Regions from separate parts of the Danio rerio genome. Here region 2 is linked to region 1. The links are chromatin contacts, called in public Micro-C maps. All regions are on one chromosome and are shown on one strand. The core of a region is the stretch at or near the end of the contact, and the rest is flanking DNA. Distances in the headings are between cores, read along the strand shown.

Region 1 (4,109 bases), core at 670-3,169:
TAATTGAGTCACTTAAAACAGAATAGAAACGGATTATACAAAAATACAGTGGGGTTAGTGTGCTCAGTGTAGCACAGTGCTCATTTAGCAAATACACAACTAAATATTCTGCTAATTGTGGTCGTTAATGTTAAGTTAACATTATGCCAAGTCGTCACAAATGAAACAGTGCATGAGTCTGTATTAACTACATCGAGGAGAATCGCTTTATTTAAGGTGAATAAAATCCGCAGCTGCAGCCACACACCTGACATTCAGTGGACCGAACCACTCTGAGGTAGGGGAGGGGGAACTCAATTGTTTCTAAATGCATTTTAAATGATAAATGCGGTTTTCTTTCTACTTAGACAAATATTTTAGCTATATATACACATTTATTTTTCACAATTGAGAGTTTTTATTTTATTATTTTTTTTGGAGGGGGGGGACAACCCTCGGACGGGAGGGGACATGTCCCCCCCCCGGAATGTACGCCCATGGCAGTTAGCAAAATACACCAAAATTAAACGGCTAACTCTCATGAGGCATTACTAATGGTGTAACGGTAATGATGTGAAATATCGTCGTTTCTGCTGATAAGTCAACAGAATTTTAAAATGGATATTTTTCTGTTGTTTTTGTAGAATGCCTCAGAGTATTTGTACTTCTTTATCTCATTAAAGCCATCAACTATGTAGTTTTGTACTTTTATTTTGTCTGATTTTTTATCTGGTTGATTTTCTGTCTGGTTGTATTCTCAGGATTGGTTTATGTAAGGAAAATAGTACTTTTGGGGGTGACCTACAGTAATAGATTTACATAAATTAAAAAGCCTATTGAATATTTACACTAAATGTATAATTTTGGTCACAGTACCTTCTGTGTTAATTCTCCTCCTTCAAGAGTTTTTCTAGAAGAGGACATGATGGTCAAGCACTGATCTTTCCACACCGAAATCCATGTTATCCCTCTCAGCATAATGGAAAGCTGGACCTCAAAAACATCCCTGTGACACAAGGACAGACACACTCCAGAGATGAATATGGCCCAAAGAGATCATACCAGTAAGTGTTTACTCAAAGCACATCTCAAACTAGAACCTACTGAGAGTGTAAATATGCCATGTTTAATATCTAAAAATTTTATTGAAATCCATCATGCAAGTAAAGTTTAATTTCAACGCAAAGGAAACCAATGGAAGTGATAACCATTGTTCAGGCATCTTGGAAAAATTGTTAACGAACCCTAATTTTTAGCTGCTGCTCCCATGATGTAAATAAAATGTTATCACTTCAGTAAAAGTTTTTACATATTACTAAGGACAGAATCTACAGACCTTTTTTGCCATTCCTGCACAGAATTTTGTAACAATCTGCAGAATTATGCAGAATAATTTTAAGAGTGTATGAGCTTAAAACCTAACTCATAAAAAAATAAAAAATAAATAAATAAATAAATATATATATATATATATATATATATATATATATATATATATATATATATATATATATATATATATATATATATATATATATAGGTTTATGATCAAGGAAAGTTTTAGGGCCAAATCCAGTTAGAATGACTTGGTTGGTAAACAAAACTACAATCACTCTTATATAATACATCCACTAAAGACATTTAATAATACTGCAATTAATATAAAACCTACATTTACATTTACACATATAAAAAGTACATAAAGAAAATGAATGTTGATATAAAAAAATGTGGATTTTTCCATGCGCAGTTTCCATGTGGACATAAATTGCCAGCATCTGCATGGTCAGCCTGTACCTTCTTTTAATTTATTTTCTAAAAGGTATTAAACATTGACCCTCATCAAAACATTGATAACAATCAGCTCTAATCTCTTGGTCATTTTTCAATTCAACCAGTTGTGACAGTTTGGGGCGTGGCTAATGTACTGAAGCTGGCTGAGCCAGAAGGGGTTTAGTTGTGAAATACGAGTGATGCAATCAATACGAGTTAAAGCGCAAGCCAAAAAAAATTGAAGGCTTTTCAAAATACAGAGATTGACAACAGAGTAAAGCAAGGATAAACACTCGCGGTGCCATAGTGATGAATTTGATGGTAATGTTTAAATCAAACGCTTCCCGACAGATTTTCCAAATGATGTTATGTTCCATATAAAATAGTAAAATATTGGATGATAGGAATATACTTAAGTCATCTTGAAATCAATATGGACACTTTATTTTTTTTAGCCAACACTGCTACACTTAAAAAGATAATTTACTAAATATAAAAAATCACACACTTTCAATTTGTTTCAAACCTTCCTTCTCTTAAACAAGAAAGATTTTGAGGAAGGCTAAAAACCTGTAACCATTGAATGGGAAAAACAAATAGGATAAACATTAATGCTTACAGGTTTGCAGCATTCTTCAAAATATCTTCTTTCATATTTGAGAAAAGACAGTGTAATAGGTTTGGAAAAAGGAAAAGGATTGAGTAAATTATAATGATTTCAGCAGTTCATGCAAGTTAATTCACTGGTAAAACAAAGAATTGTTGGTCTGCAACTAAAACGAGCCAATTTGCATCTGCTCCTCAATGGAATTATCTGATAATATAGTTTTGGGTGATTTGGTTGCAACTATCAATCCACCAATAGTTTGGTAAAACTGTAAGATGGAGAGGAGGAGCACTGAAATAAAACCCTGTCCCTAATCCAATAATCAGTTTCAGTTAGAAATATGTCACAATACTGCAGTCAAGTCTGTAGCAACTTCTGGTTCAAGTGGAAAAAGTATTCTGTATTTCCTCTAGGTGGCATTAGTAGCACACACTGCACATACTTCACCTTTAAAGCTGCCTTAAAACAAATTGACTGCTTAACAGAATTATTTTTGTGTTGTACACAGCATTACGTCCTACATCAAGCAGGGCTACGGAACAGAAGACAGAACCGCCAGGGCTTTGTGATGAAAGAAGTCACCAACCCCACTGAGCCCACACCATACCAGAGCACATATCACACAGCACACTGCAGCAGATACCAAACAAATGAAGACACCAGTGGACGGCCAGTCTATTGGCACAGCCATAACATTATCACAGGTACTTCAGTTCACTGCAAATGATATGCACACAAAGAGGCTTTCAGCTACTAACACTTCCATAGAAGCAGATGATGTTTGTGTGGTGCAGTATTGCCAGCCACTCTCGTAAGTGTCCATGCAAAGAACCATTTTGCTATTTTGGGCTACAGGACAGGAGGAGGCTGCAGCTGGGCCTGGGAGACCCAGAAGACAGTCTGGCGAGAGTGTTTTGTGGGAAGCTCGACGTTGGGAGACACATCACGACTCGTTACGTTTGTACTAAACTGCTCAACTGCAACATGAGACCAGTAAACAGTTAATAAATGTTCTCTATTATGCTGGTTAGCAGTCAAATATTACGAACAAACCTTCAAAATTAGGTCTCTGTGGAGAAAAAAAAAAAACATTTAAAATAAGCATGAGCAAATAATTGGTTTGTTACATTTCTATAAATTATATAAAAATTAAATTTGGGTTATTTTTATTTATTTTAGTATGATTTATACACCGAATGAGCCACAACATATGACCACATACCTAATATGATGTTGGTCCTCTATAAGTTTCTAAAACAGTCCCAAACACCGGCAAGACCCCTGAAGATAGTCCTTTCATAGTTGGCACCAAGAAACTGACAGCAGATCCTTCAAGTTCTGCGAGTATTGAGGTGAACATTTTTGAGGTTGATTTGTTGGGTTAATAAACCCCACACACAGATTCTCAATTGGAGTGAGATCTGGTGAATTTGGAGGCCAGGGAAACATCTTGAACTCTTGTGTTCTTCAAAGGGTTCCCACTTTCATGAAGGGCAGATTCAAGGACTAACATTTGAAATCAAGTACCATTGTAATTTACACCCCCAGTAAGTGTAGTGCCATGTATGTCCTTACCGTTCTTAACATTTCACTTACACTTAATTTAAATGTGGGTAGGTTTTCCAGAGATGTTTGTCGTTCAAAAGCAGCAGTTTCCTAAATGTTGATCAAATTTGCGTTACTAGTCGTAGTTCTTGTACAGGATTTAAATTGTAAGATTTATGAATTAAGATTTTTTTTTTTTACAGCA
Region 2 (4,109 bases), core at 428-2,927, 140 kb after region 1:
CGAGGGAGGTGGTTCCAGGAGTAGGTCAGTCGGGCGGAGACCATATCGAGGGTGACGTCACTGAATTCTGCCCACAGGTTTGAGGGTACCATCTCCTTAACAAGCTTGGGCAGAGCAACAGAGTCTGGCAAAAGGCCATTAACACCTCCGAGGAGTAAATGGCAGAGAGCCCGAGACTGTAGGCTGTCCCTTAGACTGCGGAGAAGATCATCTAACCGGTCCACAAGGTTGCACTCGTCCCAGGCCTCAGGGGGTGTACTGAGCAGCAGACGAATCCATGCGGTCTTCAGAGCATAAGACGAAAGCACCCTTCCCCATTCTGCTCCAGACTGCTGGTCCAGCACCTCTCCACTGAGGTTACGGATCTCCTTTAGGAGTTGAAGGCACTTCAGATGGCAGGAGTTGGAAGGCAGTCTACCTTTCAGGCATGTCAGCAGTCTCTGCTCCTGTCTAGGAAAATACACAGTCCAAAGGTCCTTTCCTTGCTGAGATGCCACCAAAAATCCTCCATCACTGAGAGGAAATGCTGGGATCAGCCGAATGCCCATAGATATGTGACAGCAGACGTAATCAGAGCGGGGGGTCATACGGAGGAGAACCTGCTGCTCTTCACTGAGAGAGAGACTGAGGGAGCAGCGCTGGTCAAAAGGGTAACGTACGGCAGCAAGGCAGCGCTGAGTGGCTGTGTAAAACCAGCGCTGGACAGAATCTGGACTCATCTTATAGACATTTTGAGAACTGTGCATGAATGTGTCAGTAAAGGCCTTGTGACGGCGTGTCCACTCTGCCTTGCGAGGTGTGTTCAGTGTGCACAGCGGTGGTCCTCTATGTTTGTCAGTGCAAGCGCTTGTCTCCAGTTTCAGCCCACGAGGAGCTCGCAGAGGTACGAGGATGTCAAAGCAATCAGGTGAGCCCACCTTGTGCTCCTCATAGGAGCTGCCAATCTGGATGAAGTCTCCCCTGAAGGCTAGAGAAGACTCTGGTGGGACATCAGTACGGCCCACCCTGACAAGTTCACTGACCAATTTGGCAACATGGGCTTTGCTGTGGCCTAGAACATGTGGAGAGAGGCGCACATGCCTCTCATAGTGATCGTCCAGTAGCTCTCGCTTGGAGACTCCCGACTTTCCATGCACCTCTAGGACTTTGTGGAAACCCCTTCTTACAGAGCCAGGCTGACCTGAGCAGTACCTTATAAAGAAGTAACACAGAATAAATGCCAGAATGTACTTGAAAAGTGTAACAACTCCTGGTCCCTGGTCAGCACAGTCGCTTCCTTGGTCCTCCAATCCTCTAAAGATGTACTGATGCAGTAGCAGCAGAGCAGTGAGGATGCAAGTGACCAAAGGCCAGAAAAACCTGAGGTTGAGGGTGTAAACACTCATCCTCCTCCTGCTCCTTCTCCAGTCCACTTCAGCTCTATAGGAATGGTCGGGGCTAGCCCATGCCGATCCACTCGTCCAGATGCTGAAAATGAGGCCCAGCTGATGTTCTTTCCACCACTTTGAACAAAAGTTGTCGTGTAAGGAAAAGTTCACCCTGTTGGGTTCCTTTACAGATGCGGCATGTGCCGAGGGCAAAAGCAGTCCTCTCATTCAGGATGTTTGAAAATCCCCCCTTTTGTCACTGTGTGCAACAGGAGCGCGGGCTCTCGGTGTGTGAGCTCAGAGGAAATGCCAAACTCTTGAGAGAGGAATTTCTGTTTAAAAAAGGGGCGTTCAAAACCCAGAGCCGGTCCACCCTCCTCCTCCCTCTTCTCTTAAAGAAACAGATCTCAGAAAGGGAAGTGCTTACTGACAAAATGAGCTGCATAAAGATTTACACAACATAACTACTTATACTAACTGCATGAATAACAAAAAGAACACAATATGATGAACATTTTAAATGTTAGTAAATGGTAATAGTAAAAGGTACAACAACTAACCACAGTTCATCAAAAAGTCTACCCTCATGTCAACACAAATTTGTATGATTTCCTTTTTTCCTCTGTAGAACAAAGACGCACATGTTTTGCATTCAAATAATCACAACTGTGTTCAAAAAATGCCAAGAATAATTTATAAAAGATGATGTCATCAGTACAGGGGTGTGGCCACTGTAAGCTACAGAGAAGAGATTGAGAATGTTTAGAGAAACACTGAACACACACACACACACACACACACACACACACGCACACACACACACACACACACACACACACGCTAAATATTTGACACAACCCTCTGTTAAGGGAGCGTCACAGAAAGATCTCTGTATCTTTGTTGATCCGTTACTGACCCCTAACCTCGGTGTGAGCCCTCCCACTGTCACCCACGACCTCGTGACACTGAACAAGAAACCACTGTCATCTCTCATTCAGCCCACAGACTACTGTTTGAACATAGCCTATTAATATTATCTTGCTTCATAAACACAAGGTATTTAAAAGAATTATTCAAAGCTTAGTCAAATAAAATTAATCACTCTATTCATATCCCAATCATATCTATTCAAAACACATGTAGTCCTGTGTAAAGAGTACAGAAAGTCAGTTCTCTCTTCACTTTATTTCAGACAGACCAAACAGAAAGAAACAGTTTTCCTACCCAGCACATGCCTCTGCCACATCCCTTAGATTTTTTTTTTCAAAACAAACGCCATGGCCATGAAGGTAAGGACACCTACGGACCCACAGCAACACCTGGCTAAGTCTCAGAAACCCATATGACCCCTCAGAGGATAAACATAGAGAATGCTCACTAAACATGGCTGACTGAACTGTTTAGATAACAATATAACTGCTCTGTTGGGATGAAGCAGATGTATGAGGAAGGAAGTAAACTTGAAACAGCAACGGACATGAGACAATTACCGCTACATTTCTGTCCAAGTACCTTCTTATCAAACTCTCTGTGCTATTTTGATCGGTGCTGCCCACTCTAAAAATACGAAGCTGTCTGAAGGGTCTCAACCAGTACTAAACAACAGATAAAGCACTAATGATTTCCAGAGAGGAGAGTTAAATGCAGCTTTGCTCCTGCTAAAAGAATGTCTTGTGGTTGGCATATGTCTTAAGGGGAGAAAAAACTAACAATTACATGATTCATAACGTCAAGTCTGAGCAAACACACAACTAAAACTTGTTTGTTGCAAGCTATGAGAATGCTAACAAAGAAAGAGAGAAGCAAATCTATTCTTCAGATCTTTACTGCTGGCGAACATGCACATATTCTGTGTATCTTTTCTCTATTTTAAGTCAATCTAAAAGTAGGTTTAGTTTGGAAAGCAGTTAGGACTGAAAGACATGTGATCTGTTCACAATGAACAACTCATGCAGTGTTTCCAGATGGGTCAGCTTCCTCTCACAAAGACTTATTACCAATGAAAGAATAGTGTGGCAGCTTCTGCATTATATTAAGCAATGCAAACACATGAAATAATAATAATAAAAAACTTTAGATGTAAGAGAGAAAAGGAGTAAATAGAAAACTTCACAAAGTCTGTTAAGGGTTACATGTGGTCGCAGTCTATGGCAGGCTGAAAGCTGAGGAGTATGTGTAGTTACACAGGGATTGCATCAGCCTCCTTCGCTGGATGTGAGTTTACAGTAGCTCTGCCCCCTAACACAACCTGCCAAACTAAACAGGCCTCTCAAGAACTTTTATCCAGTGCAGTCAGCATTAAAGACACTGAAGGCAGAGAAGGGAAAGATGTGGAGTATTATTTAAGCACTTTTAATAGCCTGTTTTCCTCTTAAACTTCAAACTAAATTCCCAAACTGTCGGTCTACTATATATAAAACACACTTAGTGAAATCCAGGCTCTCACAGCCTCTGAGGAGTGTCCAGACTGACTTCATGGCCTCATAGATTAAGTCATGGGAACCAACAGAGAGATGTAGGCAGCTGTTTCCCGCCTCTGCTACACAGATTGTGTTACAGGCTTTCGTAGATGCCCAAGTGATAAACAGCGTTCTTACATCTTTTCCAAATACAAATTAAAGCACTTTTAAAGCACTTTCCAGATGCATGTTCAAACTTTTCCAGCACTTTACAAGTGACAAATGACATATTTGCATACATATACATCACCCTCATATCAGATGCTATTAGTTATAGTTTAGT

The links. Hi-C and Micro-C count contacts between places; a contact is called where the count stands out from the background.
Region 2: a contact with region 1 is called in a Micro-C map of caudal fin, with 5 times the contacts expected there. The contact joins the promoter of itpripl2 here to the enhancer-like site in region 1. A contact is called at or near these places in 1 of 18 Hi-C or Micro-C datasets (caudal fin) and 1 of 4 datasets of contacts at active chromatin or transcription factors (caudal fin).

What each region holds. Positions count from the first base shown.
Region 1 is chr3:29,887,777-29,891,885 of GRCz12tu, forward strand. No RefSeq gene overlaps it. Among named protein-coding and RNA genes, the nearest start is that of si:dkey-66i24.9, 8.1 kb to the left of the region's middle. Within about 2 kb of position 1,920, at least 11 of the 62 cell types and tissues checked have an H3K27ac peak or open chromatin away from gene starts, as enhancers often do. A contact at or near this core is called in caudal fin, where this site is marked.
Region 2 is chr3:30,030,019-30,034,127 of GRCz12tu, forward strand. It overlaps itpripl2 (ITPRIP like 2), which reads right to left and starts at 1,678. Exons shown (of 1, transcript XM_068219060.2): 1 at 1-1,678. The coding sequence starts at 1,595. All of the region lies in intron 1 of LOC141381219 (a long non-coding RNA gene), which reads left to right.